Linked DNA regions of Mus musculus: region 2 is linked to region 1. The links are chromatin contacts, called in public Micro-C maps. All regions are on one chromosome and are shown on one strand. Each heading gives the region's core, a stretch centred on a gene start, on an enhancer-like site or on the middle of the called end of the contact. The rest is flanking DNA. Distances are from core to core; before and after follow the strand shown.

Region 1 (6,637 bases), core at 1,526-4,025:
GTTGCCCAACAAGCCGAAAGCCCAACACCAGCTGTAAGCAGCTCTGAGACTTGGCCTTGATTTGTGTTCAAATCGTTGCCTGTCTTAGTTTCCTCACTGTTATTTCAAGGAACCAGTTCCAAGCTGAACTCCCAGTATGCATCCCTCTGGTTCTTTGTTCAGGCCACCCAAAATAAGATAACGATTAGAATACGAAAACCTGTGTGTTCTAGCATCGTTCTGTTGCTGTGATAAAACTCTGGCCAAAAGCAACCTAGAGGAGGAGAGGGTTTGTTTCAGCTCACAGGGAGGTGATGGCAGGAACTTAAGCAGGAACTTGCAGCTGAGATCATGAGGGGTAACTGTGGGGAGAGAGTGTCGCCTGGACACAGCAGGGTGACCGCATATATGAATGCATGGTGGTTAGGATAGGATGCATGAGGCCTGTGTAAGCCACAGCCAGACCAAATCCCAGCTTGGAGAGCAGAGCCAGGCACCCCTAGCCCTGGAGTGACTGACAGCTGTAAACTGCTATGGAAGCAAGGGTCCATTTTCTCTAAGAGTGTAGCCCCTAACCCCCTGTAAGTCAACTGTACTCTAGTGAAGGACAACAAATCAAAGAACATTTTGGACAGCATGAATTGATCTTGAGGGTTTTTGTTTTATTTTTGTTTTGTTTGACACAAAGTTGGGTGGGTTTTAAAGTGGGGTGAATCTGGGAAGTACTGGGGGGGGGTAGTGAATATGATAAAAAAAAATGTACGAAACTCTCAAAGTACTAATAAAAAGGAAAGAAGCCATGGAGAAATGCTGCCTGCTGGCTCACTTGCAGACCCATCCTTGGCTAGTTTTCTTATACAGCCTAGAACCACCTATGCAGGGGATGGTGCCACCCACAGTGGTCTGGGCACTCCTATGATTAACAATCAAAATAATCCCCCTCAGATATTCCCCCTGGCCAGTCTGATATGGCCAACCCCTGGATCTCGAAGTCTTAGCTTACTCTGGGTTGTGTCAACTTGACAGTTAAAACTAGAGGGCCGTGAGTTTCCAAGTCTGTTCACCTGTTCTCAGGCATCACGGAGGAAAAGCGTGGTCTCTTCAGTTTTTGTAAAGGCAGATGGGGTCAATGGCATTAGTGGAGGAGAGAAGCAGTTTGTTGATGGTGTGGGATGCTATCAGGAACCCTTCTAGCCTATTTTTTCCCACCACAGCCACGGAGAAGTGGCTGCTGTCAAAGAGGATGGTGACTTGCTTGGGGTTGTCCAGTAAGCAAAGGACAGACAGGCTGATCTGAAGCCAAGTTTGTGGGTTCCAGCAGCTCTACTCTTTAACTTCCTCCTCCTGCCAGCCTGCCCTACAGTGCTCCTCTCTGCAAGAAAGCAATTCCCTAATGGCACAGTGTAAGAATGTCTTCTTGGCTCTCCATCCTACCACAAAGGAAGCCAATGCTGTTTCATTTTGGTTTTTTTTTTTTTTTCACTCCTGCAAATTTCCCATTCCTGGCAAATGGCTAGATGGCTTTTCTTGTTTTCCCTGGATAGAAAGCAATTTCCAATTGCTTTTCAGCAATCGTCGATTGAACACGCACCTCTGTTTCTTGTTCTCTCCCACACGGACAGGCTGCCTCTAACACAGCCCTATAGGACAAGGAGTGTCTCTGTTGAAGAGTAAGGCACCGTTTCCTGGTTGAAATTCAGCATACATGCCTCAGTGGTAAATGCTCTAACACGAAACATCAGGCGTGTCTACCTGCTGCTGTGCACTGCTCCTGGGGTGTTGGCCATAAAACTGAAAAACTTTCAAACTGCTGTGAATCAATTGCTTCACTCAAGACCCATGACATGTATGTTAACCAAAACAAACAAACAAACAAACAAACAAACAGAAAACAGAAAAATAGTCTGTACTAGCAATGGAGAAAATGAAGACACCAAGATTTGGTGGGAAGAATAACTGAATGGAGTGGAAAACCCAAGTTTGAGTCCAGGCTCTGTCTTTTTCTCTAGCCCTTTGAATCTGACTAAAGTAATTGATTTCTCTGAAGCACAGAATGAGGTTTTGGTGAAGATTGAACCAGACTATATTTACGAATGCTTTCTATAAATATTATGGGGCTAATGAGGTGGCTCAGCGGGTAAAGGTGCTTGCTATAAAAGTCTGGGAACCTGAGGTAAGTTCTGGAACTCAAATGAAGGTGGAAGGAGGGAGCCGACTCTACACAGTTGTGCTCTGGCCTCTGAATAAGTGTCCTGGCACATCCCCCCTGCCTCCCTCCACCACTAAATTTTAGGAAAGGTTAGGTTTGTCATTACTGTTTCTACAAAAAGGCTATAATATATGTTTCTATTTTCTGGCAGAGTAGGCTGATATCTGGAAGACAGGAAAACTTAATAGTATCTTTGCAAAAAGAAACAAACAAACCAGAAATCAAAGCATTGGCTTACAGACTCTATCACCTGAATAAAAAGACTATAGGAGCTCACTAAAACCACATATAAATCCCAGACAGCCTGGATGCTTTAAAGGGCTACATCTCCAATGCTGGCTCCACAGTGAAAAGTGGCAGATCCAGCTAGTGACTTAGTCAAAGTACAAATTCTCAAGTCCCACCTGGACCCATAGAATCTGGAACTCAGAAGGTTGCACACTGTAACCTATATTTAAGAGGTGCTAAGGTGAGATTTTGGTGGCTGAGGTATGACGGCTGCTTTAATACGAAGCCTCGGGGATAGAGGTGTCATTTAGCTGGTAATGTGTTTGCTTAGCACACGTGAAGTTTGAACTCTAGCACCTTGCAGCTGGGTCATGGTAGCACGTGCCTGGAGTGCCAGAACTCAGTGGGTAGAGGCGGGAGGGCTGGAAGTTCAAGGTCACCCTTGGCTACAAAGAGAATTCAAGTCCATCATCGAATATAAGAGACCCTGTTTTTTAAAAAAGAAAGAAAGAAAAGAAAATATGCAACCTCAGTTGGTCTTAGCACAAAGGAGGTAGGTTTTACTGCTCCCGAATTATTGTCCAGAAAACAGAGGAGGCTCAGAAGAGAAGTAGACATTATTCAAAGTCTCAGGAATTTGCTTGACTGCTACAAGCCTCCTTACCCCTCTGCCCACTGCCTTCTAGAAGGATTACGTGTCTAAAACAGTCCTTCCAGCAGCTGACTCAGTAAGCTGGCACACACTTCCAGCCTAGCCAGTTGAATGACCACAAGGTATCAGGAAGATGTGTCACTAAGCAAACAATCCCCGCAGAGAGATACACTGTGCCACAATGAGTCTCTGAAGCCCAAAGTTCCAGCTCTGGGGTGGGGCGAGGCAGGAGCGTTGGGGGGATGGGGGGATGGGGGGAGGGGGGGAGAGGGGGAGGGTGTGTGCCACAGGCGTTCCCCAGCAACCTCCAAGGGCATATCTTTTCCTACTTGGCTCTTCACTATGTTAAACAAACAACTACGTGGCCCTGACCTTGCAGAAGCCCCACCCGCACCCCCCAGAGTCTGATCTCAACCCTGCCTGAGAATCCAGGCTTACTGCTTTTCCAGGGATCTCCACTGAGCATGTGGGCCTCTCAGCTCTCCCCTGAATCTTGCCCATGTGGAAACCTGTGCATTCTCACCCTGCTTCAGCTAAGAGGAGCCCCAGAAATCTGGCTCCTCCTAAGACAGGTCAGACTCTCCTCTGCCCATCCTCTGCAGCTTCAGAGTCTCTGGATATGTCATCCAGTGTGCCAGAAAAGGCGATTAGGAGCCGTTCTCAATGTTTTATGCAGAAACCCTCATCTCCCCAAATGCATTTTCCATTTCACTTCTAGGGAATCCCCAAACCTACAGTGACAACAATCTATTCGACACTTCCACTATACCCATGTTGTGGAAGTGAGAGAGCTCCCCGTCATTCGGGAGAATGTCCTCACTGATCGCAAGTCTCCAAAGGCCTGGCTGGGTGAGGGAAAGGAACTTTTAGAAATCGGGGCTCTGTTCAAGCCACCAAAGAGCCTGACTGGTAGGTGTCTAGGCTACTCTCTTTTCTTCTGCTTCGAGCTCACTTCTAAGCTGACAAAGCAGTTGGAAGTACCGTGTTTCAGCCTGGATGAGATACCTCTCCAAAGAAAACAGGAAGAAGGGACAGATGACACTGGGTAGCAGTTACTAGCACTGGTATTTTAGAAAGCTACTGGAATAGTGAGTTGTGAGGTGAGAGATGGGGACATCACACAGACGATTAGAAGCTCAAGTGATCTGTGGATTACAGTGAGCAGTGATCTTTGGGAGGATGCGGTCACTAGAGTGCAGGTCTGGAGCAGAGGACAGCTGACAAGGGTTAAGGAAGAGAAGATGCAAGAACCAGGCTTCTCTAGAGTGTTTCCGAAGAAAGACATCTGGGCAGGCAGCTCAGTTGACAGAGTGCTTTCTCTCAGCGCTGGGTCCAGCAGAACACAAACCAGCTGTGGTAGTGCACATCTGTAATCTTTCTGAGCCATCTCTCCAGACCCCAGCTCCCTGTTTTCCAAACCCACAGTGTGATGCAGTACACACAGGGAGATCCCTGGAGCCCCCAGCTGGCCAGTCCAGCTAACTGATGAGCTTTTGGACTTAGAGGGAGGCCCTATCTCAAAATAAGGTGGAAAGTGGGCAGGAGACAGTTCAGTGGTTAAAAGCACTGGCTTCTCTTCTAGAGGACCCCAATTAGATTCCCAGTCCCACATGTTAGCTCACAAGCATCTGTAGCTACAGTTCTAGGGGATCTGACATCCTCTTCTGTCCTTAGATGGTACCAGGCGTGAATGTGGTGCACAGATATACAGATAGGCAAAAACCCATACCTGTGAAATTAAAAAATAAAATGGGAAGCAACAGAGCAAGGAACTTTGCATTGACCTCTGACCTCTAAAACAAGATGTTTGCTCCACATACATTATATATGCACCATGGGCACATGGAATTCCTGCTTCCATCTAAGTGTGTAAAGTCCAGGCCTTTCTTTTGGGTGTTACAGGCTGCAGAAATCCTCAGAAGGAAGAGGCCGAGGGCGGGTGAGGCTTGCAGGCTGTCAGGGTTCTTAAGCCTGTGCAGGTGGGCAAACCTCCAGCTGCTCAGACAGAGGCTCCAGGGACACCCAAGCAACTTTTCAAAAGTGACGGTGAGCAGGAGCCGCACCACAGGCTTCTGTTTATGGACTCTCAGACAACAGACTACAGAGTAGCAACTTTCACAGCAAGGTGACCCTGGGAGAGCTTCTAATAGTCTTGGGAGTTTTCTGTTGTTACTGTTTCAATCTGTTTTGTTTGGTTGGTTGTTTTTTTGTTTTGTTTTGTTTTGTTTTAGAACCGTGCCTTGATATGTAGTCCAAGCTGATCTGGTTCTCCCAATATATCCCAGGCTGGCCACAAATTCATAGCAATCCTCCTGCCTTGGCTTGCCAGGTCTAGGGATGGTAGGCATGATTCACCATGCCCCGTCTATTGCACAATGTATGATTCTTGTAAAAAGTGATGGTGAGTTTGGTCCTGAGTTGTATTAGTTGGAATAAAAAGGGGGGAAACCATGTGGAATGAATACTTGGAGACTTCTGGGGTCGCTCTCTGTGCGTCCAGGCAGGTTGAATGCATGACATTTAGCGAGGCCTCCCATTGATGGTGGAGCTCTCTCATGATGTACTTTATGCCTTGCATGGTGTCGGGGCCTTCAGTCCCAGCTCTTGGTATTAAAGTGTTGGGAAGCAGAGGCAAGTAGATCTCTTTGAGTTCCAGCCCAGCCAGGGCTACATAATGTGATTCTGTCTCTACAACAAAGCATCCAACAAACTATATTTTATGTAACAAAAGAGGTGGTATACTTATTATCTTATCACGAGATACCCCTTACTGAGCCAAATGAAAGTTTTTCATTTTTTGAGACAGGGTCTTATTTGTTTATTTTCGAGACAGGGTTTCTCTGTGTAGCCCTGGCTGTTCTGGAACTCACTCTGTAGACCAGGCTGGCCTCAAACTCAGAAATCTGCCTGCCTCTGCCTCCCAAGTGCTGGGATTAGAGACAGGGTCTTATGTAGCCCAGATTGGCCTCAAACTCACTATGTAGCAGAGGATCTTGATACCTCCATTTACTGCAAACTATTTTATCAACGAATATTGATTAATCACTTCTGAGACCAAGGAGATATGAAAAATGAATTATTATATATGATTAGTAGTGTTCATAAGCTGAGACTGTTAGTTTAGTTTCACATTTCTGGTGGAACACACTTATGAAGGGATGACACACAGCCATTGGTCGGTAGGCATGTATAATGTGTAATGATTAAGGCAAGGTAACAGACCCATTATCCATCTTTGCCTCAGATGTGTGCCATGTCTGGGTTGAAGACATTCAAATCTTCTCTACTAGCTACTTTGAAATATTCAGCTAATTATCACCCAATAGAGGCTGGGGAGATGGCTCGGTTGGTAGAGTACTTTCCTGGCAATCATGAAGACATTGTATTGCCCACTTGTAATCCCAGCACTGGGAGGGAATTGACGGGTGGATACGCAGATTCACTGGCAAGCCAGTAAGGCTGTTCCCCAAGTTTCAGGTTCAGTGACCCTGTCTCAAAACAAAGCCAAGGTGAAGATGCCCAAGGTTGGCTCTGTCCTCCACATGCACATATAAGCATATGTACCTTTG
Region 2 (6,637 bases), core at 2,709-5,208, 59 kb before region 1:
AACCCACCGTTGTCACTACAGTCTTCTAACCATTCTTCAAACACTCCAAGCCATTACCTGGTTCTGCTCCTGATGCAAGGGTCTTTACAGACCTGAGACAGATAAATGTAGCTCAGATGTCATTGCTGAATGTAGCTAGTCTACTTACCCTCAGCTAATTGTTGCTCTCTTCTTTCTGTAAAATGCTCACATCTGTGTCGCTACATTTACCATACATTTATCTGTCATTTACGTATTTTCTACATCTGGGGAGACTCTTGGAAAGTAGGGGTCATGACTCACATCTTAGAAGGAACTTCACATATTATCAAGTATGTTAGGGTCAAAGAATTGATTGCTGGATAAACAGATCAATGTTCAACTTTTGTATGACTTTTTGACAAATTGTTTGGGGGATCACACAAGTTTATGTGGGTATACACGTCCATGAGGAATTTTGCATGTGTCCCTTGATCTCAATCCACATTAGTTTTTGAGACAGGGCCTCTCAGTAAACCTGGAGCTCATGAATTCAGCTAAGCCATCTGGCCAATGAGAACTAGAAATCTACCTGTCCCTAGCGTTACAGATCTGCACTACCACATCTGCCTTTTCCTTGAGTGCTGGGGATCCAAGCCGATGTCCTCATGTTTAAACAGCAGGCACTTTGCAGATGGAGCCATCTCCCCAGCCCCCAAATGGTTGGTTTTTAATGCTTCCATTCCAAACACCAAACAGGTCTTACAGAACAGAAATATTACATGTTTCTAATTGCATTTGCCAAAAAATGGCCATCCTACTTTCTGTGGATCAGAGGAAGGAATATTTTTCAATTTTAAGACATGGTTAAACTAACTTTATTCAGGGTTGGGGAGGCAGCTCTGTGGCAGAGTATTTACCTAGCATATATGAGGCAATGGTCTCAATTCTCCGCACTACATAAATAACTAAATTAATTAATGAACTAATTTTTTAAACTAAATCAAGTAACTTGATTTAAATTAATTTTATGACTAGTTGATAGGTTTGAAGGCATTGTATTTGATTTGTCTCACTTTAAAATCCTATAACATATCTGGTTATGTACTTGGTAAAAGTACAGTATGATATTATACAAAGCACAGTACGCTAGCATACTGGGTATTAGATAATAAAGTTGACAACAACTACTCAAATGGATACATAAACCTATGGAAACTGCTAGATCCAAAGCTGTAAGCCCAGCTCTGCCCTTGATGCACCGCCAGCTTGCACACCATGCCCTGGTACTCAGATTCCTGCCTAAGCCTGTTGTTTGCTGTGGCCAAAGCAAAAAAAAAGATTCCTCATAATCACTAATTCTCAATAAATCCTTTGACCTTTGTGGAAATGTTAGTGTTTGATATTAGAGGAGACTAAAATTCAGCAGCTAAGTGACTCACCAAAATCATAATTACACAAATCCCAGATTAAAACTCTGAAATCCCTAGCTCTTACAGCCATTATATCTGACCATTTAGCCATTTGCATGTAAATCAGCAATATCTCCAACTTAAAAAAAAAAACAAGTAATTTGAGTAGCAGAAAGGCTGTCTGAGCTGCTGTCAGGACATGGAATAACCAAGTCAAGTACTCATTCTAAGAGCATCACAACGAACAAAAGCTGGGGAGACAGCTCAGACAGGAAGAACGGGCTTCTCTAGTAACCAGTAAGAAGCTGGGCCAAGGGGTGGCACGGCAATTCCAGCACCGGAAGGAAGGGCAGAGCCAGGTGGCTCCCTAGAGCTCACTAGCCAGCCAGCTAAGCTTAATCAGGGAGCCCAGGTCCAAGTGACAGACTCTCTTTAAAATAAGTTGGACAGTTCCTGAAAATATCTGAGGTCAAGTTTGACCCCTGGCCTCCAAATCTGTGTGCATGCCAAACCCACGTAAAAACAGAGCCGGAGTGATACATAGTGAAGCTAAAAGTCTGCTTTTCCTTGCCCCTATTCATTCGCCAACAACAAAAAATATATAAATTAACATCTCAATTTTTGAAGGAATTCCTGCTACACAAATTACATTGTGCACATAAATTATGTCTAGCTGTTGAAAAGGTTTTTATACTATTCCTCAGATCTTTGAATTTAAGGTATCAAGATAGAAAAATAAAAGCCTGGCACTGTGGTGTGTGCTGACTCTTGGGAGGCAGAAGCAGGTATGTCTGTGAGTTCATGGCCAGCCTGGTCTACATAATGTGAATTCCAGAACAGCCAGAGCTATGGAGAAAAACCATTTAAAAAAAAACTGTAAAATAAGTAAAGCTCTATTCTGGCTTAGGATTAAATTACTCATAGTATGCCTTTCACTGATACCGACTACAATGTGACTATTGCATATACAAAAGGAATAAAAAGGAATTCCTCAGAAGGAATAAAAGAAGTTGGGTGGCTCTCCTTTTAGTTATATTCTGTATTTATACTGCCTTTTATTTAACTCATTAGTCTCGCCTTTAAAAAAAATCCATTTCTTTGTGGACAGCTATGAAATATGAAATGGGCTAAGACCTTCTTAGGGTTCCTGGCTGCCACAGAAGTCAGCAAACCTCAAGCAAGCCAGCAATAGTAACATCCTTAAAAAGGAGAGACACACTTCATATGCAGAGCATGCCCCTCGCCAAGCGCAATCTATTCCTGAAAGTTGTGTAAATGCTTTTTGTTCCATCAGATTATATGTTGAGTATATTGTGAAGAATAACACAGAAGCCCTGAAACGCCAACAAATCAACAAGGGTTACCCGGGCACATTTGGGGGTTTTGGTTGTTTTGCCTTTTTTGAAGGAAGGGGGGACAGAAGCCTTCCCAGAAGACACTGGGCTGCCAGCTAAGCTTAATCAGGGAGCCCAGGTCCAAGTGAGAGACTCTCTTTAAAACAAGTTGGACAGTTCCTGAAAATATCTGAGGTCAAGACTATGAGTGTCATAACTGTATCCCGGCATGTCATCAAATGCACCTAACTTGACAGGAACAGTTCCCATTGTCCTTTACAGGCCTGAAGCTGGGGCTTAACAGTGTGCAGGACCTGACCCAAATCCAAGAGACAATCCTGGACCTGAATACTGCACAATTATCCTCCTCTCCGCTTTGCTGGGCATTGGAGAGGTGGTCGCTGTGTAATGAGGTTCACTGGCATTTTGATTGCCTTTTCTATCTTACTTTCATGTATCTTTAAATAGGAAATGCAAATCATAAAAATACCAGCATACTGATGGGGGGGGGGGTACTCAGGAGGCAGAGGCAGGTGGATCTCTGTGAATTCCACTCTGTCTCGAAGATGAAACAAAGGTCAGCGGTCCTATTTATTTGCTCTCTGGATCACTACACTCTATGTCCCCACAAAGGGCAAGGACTCCAGGCTGGGTCCCCAAAGGGCAGGGACTCCAGTCTGGGTCCTTGCAAGTTCACTGTTCATCAGGACTTTCTCGGAGTCGGCCTGCAGTCTGATTCTCCTCCTCTGACTGATCTGACAGCACCTAAGAACTGCAGCGGTCCGGTTCCTGGCGGTCACTTCCTCCGCCCGAGTGGGCACCGGGAGCGGCGCCTGTGTGGCCCACCCAGGCCCGGGCCGCTCTCCTACCTGCTCCAGGACACAGACCTCTTCTCACAACCGCAAGCCCCCTACCTCGGGGTTCTGGGTCCCGCCATGCCGCCTGCCCAAACTTTCCTGAGAACTTTTCCCTGGCCGTCGCTCGGCTGCTGACCCCGCCGGCGCGCGCGCCACACAGGCCGCAAGCGCGGGTCCCGGGCCTGCGGGCGACGCCCCTCCCCGGGCCAACCCGCACGCGCGGGGGCTCCATCCCGCGCAAAATTCCACTCAGAACCTGGGAGTAGGAGGCGGGTGGGGATTGTCGATGGGAGAAACAAGAGAGAGAGAACCTGGCGCCCCAACAAGCAAGCCGTCCACTCGGCCGCCGACGCCCAGCCGCCACAGCCAAACGGTTTCAAATCCTTGCGGGCCGTCCAGCAAACCGGGGGCGGGACTAGCAAACTCGCCTGTCCCGCCCCCTCGAGCTGCGGCTGGCATTCAACTCTGTTGCCATGGCGACGCTCCGGGTTAGGTCTGTCACTGCTCCTCAAGTCCGAGGGGGCGGGAATTTCCGCCCTTCGGGCAGTTCGCATGCTAAGGGCGGAGACTTCCCTCCTCACTGTTTCCCCACCCTCCGAGAAATGGCGCCAGCAAGCAGCTCCGTTGCTATGGTAACTGTCTAGTCTACTGCGCAGGCGCCGAGCTCGTGGTTTTAGCCCATCTCCCCAGAACGGTTAGTTTCCAGGCTTAATCTTCTGTGATCCCTGGACTATACAGTGGATGCTGCATCTTCCTGACTTCTTACTCAGTCGCTTGTGAGCACTTTAAAGATTGAGGAGAAAGAACAAGAAAAACTCAAAAGTGATGGAACTACTGGACAGTAATTGGCAGAAAAGCCTGTCGTTTGAACAGACATCACCGTTGAGTAAGTCCGAAGCATGAAAATTTACCCTTGTTAGTTCACACTCCAGAGGTGAATTATTCAAAACAACGAGCAGGATATTTACATTTGTTATTTAGAACCATCATAAGTCTGAAAACACTAACCCTGCAAGATCCTGAACTGAAATTTAAAAGCTTTCTGTTTAACACTCTGTACAGAATAGTACCATCAAGTAGGGGAGAAAATGTATTTTTGCGCTTCCCAGGAAGTCTGGTGGACCTCGGGCGGTCAACTTTGCTGTGTACTGGTGTTCTTTGATCTTTTACGTTTCTGGAAGCTCTGAACTGGATAATTTAAAATACCAACAGAAACAAAATTTAAATTGTAAAAAACACTCCCTTCAATGAAATGCAGTGTGCCGCTGCTTTTCACCTAAGTTCACAATAGAATCCCTCTGCAGAGTCTTTGCGATGCACTCAGTGTGGTGCCAAACCTCAATTGAAGCACAGCTTGAAGCATCTTTTCAAGTTTACATAAGGAAAGTAGAGGAGTCGCTTGTTTGCAATTAGCTGTTTTCAGCTTCCAGAAGAAGACTACGTTCTTTCAAGGTGCACTTTGGAATCCACCTCCCTGGAAGAGACAGCAATTGTTCATTATTTCAGAGGCAATTTGTACTACAGAAGAAAGAATGCTTTCAAGAATATTTGGTTTCCAAAAGCATTATTTGAGCACACTCGCAGCTGAGCGATTGTCCCACAATCCAGATCGTTGGTACTAAGAATCAGATTGTAAAACCCACGTATGCAGAAATGAGACGAGTCAGAGACCACTTGGAAGAGGTGCACTTACTGATCAAAGGATACAGACTTCCAAGTAGAAGAAAGAAATTCAAGAGGACTAAAGTCACCATTCAACGTGGTGACTATGGGCCATAACTATATTGTACATTTTGAAGGATGACTTTAAATCTATATTTATGGACAGAAAACTTAGCAGTGTACAATTAACCTAGTTCAGTGGCAAGTTCTTTTCCAGCTTGAAAATGGGAACCATAGGTCACCCAGTGGTGGCAGATCTCCTTGTACCTGGCTTTGTCATTGGTCCTGATAGCTTCTACCAGCTTATCTTTTGTCTCACGAGTTAATCTGGGTGCAGGCCACAGTGGTGCGTGCCTTGCTGTGGGCCAGCCACCCCAGCTTGGCCTTCTCTTTGATGCTGCTGCACGGAATCCCCACCTTGTGACACAGGGCAGGCAGGACAACCAACAGCTCAGTAGCATCTACATTGTGTGCAATCACCAAGAGTGGAGCTTTCTTATTCTCTACCTTTTTGGCTCCTGCTAGAAGAGCAGGTGGTCTCCTCTGCCAACAGCTTTCTTCGCAGCACTGGCCGCTGGCAGCCTTCGCTGCTTCTTCTGCTTCATCTCTGCCCTACACGTGTGGGTAGCCTTAAGAAGCTGGGTAGCTGTTCGGCAGCCCAGGGCCTCAGAGAACTGGTTAATGGCATGAGGTACTTTGGGTTGCTTATAGAGGATCGTTTTTTTTTTTGCTGTTGCAGCTGGGTGGATCAGGCCACCCATTTGGGCTGGGGCTGAGCTTCTTCGGTCTTTTCTCAGGGAATTCGCCACTTTCCTTTCCCTCCTACTTCACAGTGATGGGACCAGGGCCATCTTTTCCCCCTAGACATGCTTACTTGGAGCATCTTGCTTGGCTGAAGGAGAGAGTTGTATATTGTTTTCTTGAAAATTCCTCTCAGGGTAGATTGCTATAATGTTCACCTTGTAGAATGGATAAGTACATAAAGCAGTGTGTGTGTGTGTGTGTGTGTGTGTGTGTGTGTGAATTTTCTCAATCCACGTTGCATGCATCATGCATCATGCAGTACCAATAAATGCACGTGGTTTGTAGACATTGCAAAACTCAGCCTCAGAGATAGCTCAGTGGGTAACTGAGTATTTGCTCGGGTGTGAGGACCAGAGTTCAGTTCCCCTGCCAGGTGGGTGTAGTTCCTAACCATAGTTCCAGTGCTCAGAAGGTAGTGTCCCCATAGAAAAATGGCTAGTTATACAAGCAGTATAGATGAGCTCTCAGTTCAAATGAGACAGCCTGCCTCTCTGAATAAGGGAGAGAGTGATCAAGAAAGACCCCCATATCAGCCCTTGGGCACACACACACACATGCATACACACGGGCAGTCACATCACATATTTTCCTCAGAGGGGGAGGAACAAAG

Evidence for each region. Hi-C and Micro-C count contacts between places; a contact is called where the count stands out from the background.
Region 2: a Micro-C map of muscle stem cells shows a contact between it and region 1, with 5 times the contacts expected there. The contact joins the promoter of Cep112 here to the enhancer-like site in region 1. A contact is called at or near these places in 2 of 15 datasets of contacts at CTCF or cohesin (the NIH/3T3 cell line and large pre-B cells), 8 of 484 Hi-C or Micro-C datasets (the G1E-ER4 cell line, embryonic fibroblasts, embryonic stem cells and 3 more), 1 of 115 datasets of contacts at active chromatin or transcription factors (pancreatic cancer cells) and 1 of 9 other capture datasets (adipose tissue).

What each region holds. Positions count from the first base shown.
Region 1 is chr11:108,361,944-108,368,580 of GRCm38.p6, reverse strand. Gm36709 (a long non-coding RNA gene) reads left to right here. Exons shown (of 4, transcript XR_880267.2): 4 at 1,602-1,751. Among named protein-coding and RNA genes, the nearest start is that of Gm36709, 16 kb to the left of the region's middle. Within about 2 kb of position 2,775, at least 67 of the 459 cell types and tissues checked have an H3K27ac peak or open chromatin away from gene starts, as enhancers often do. A contact at or near this core is called in the NIH/3T3 cell line, embryonic fibroblasts, granulosa cells and 3 more, where this site is marked.
Region 2 is chr11:108,422,587-108,429,223 of GRCm38.p6, reverse strand. Cep112 (centrosomal protein 112) reads right to left here and starts at 3,958. Exons shown (of 27, transcript NM_001373899.1): 1 at 3,873-3,958.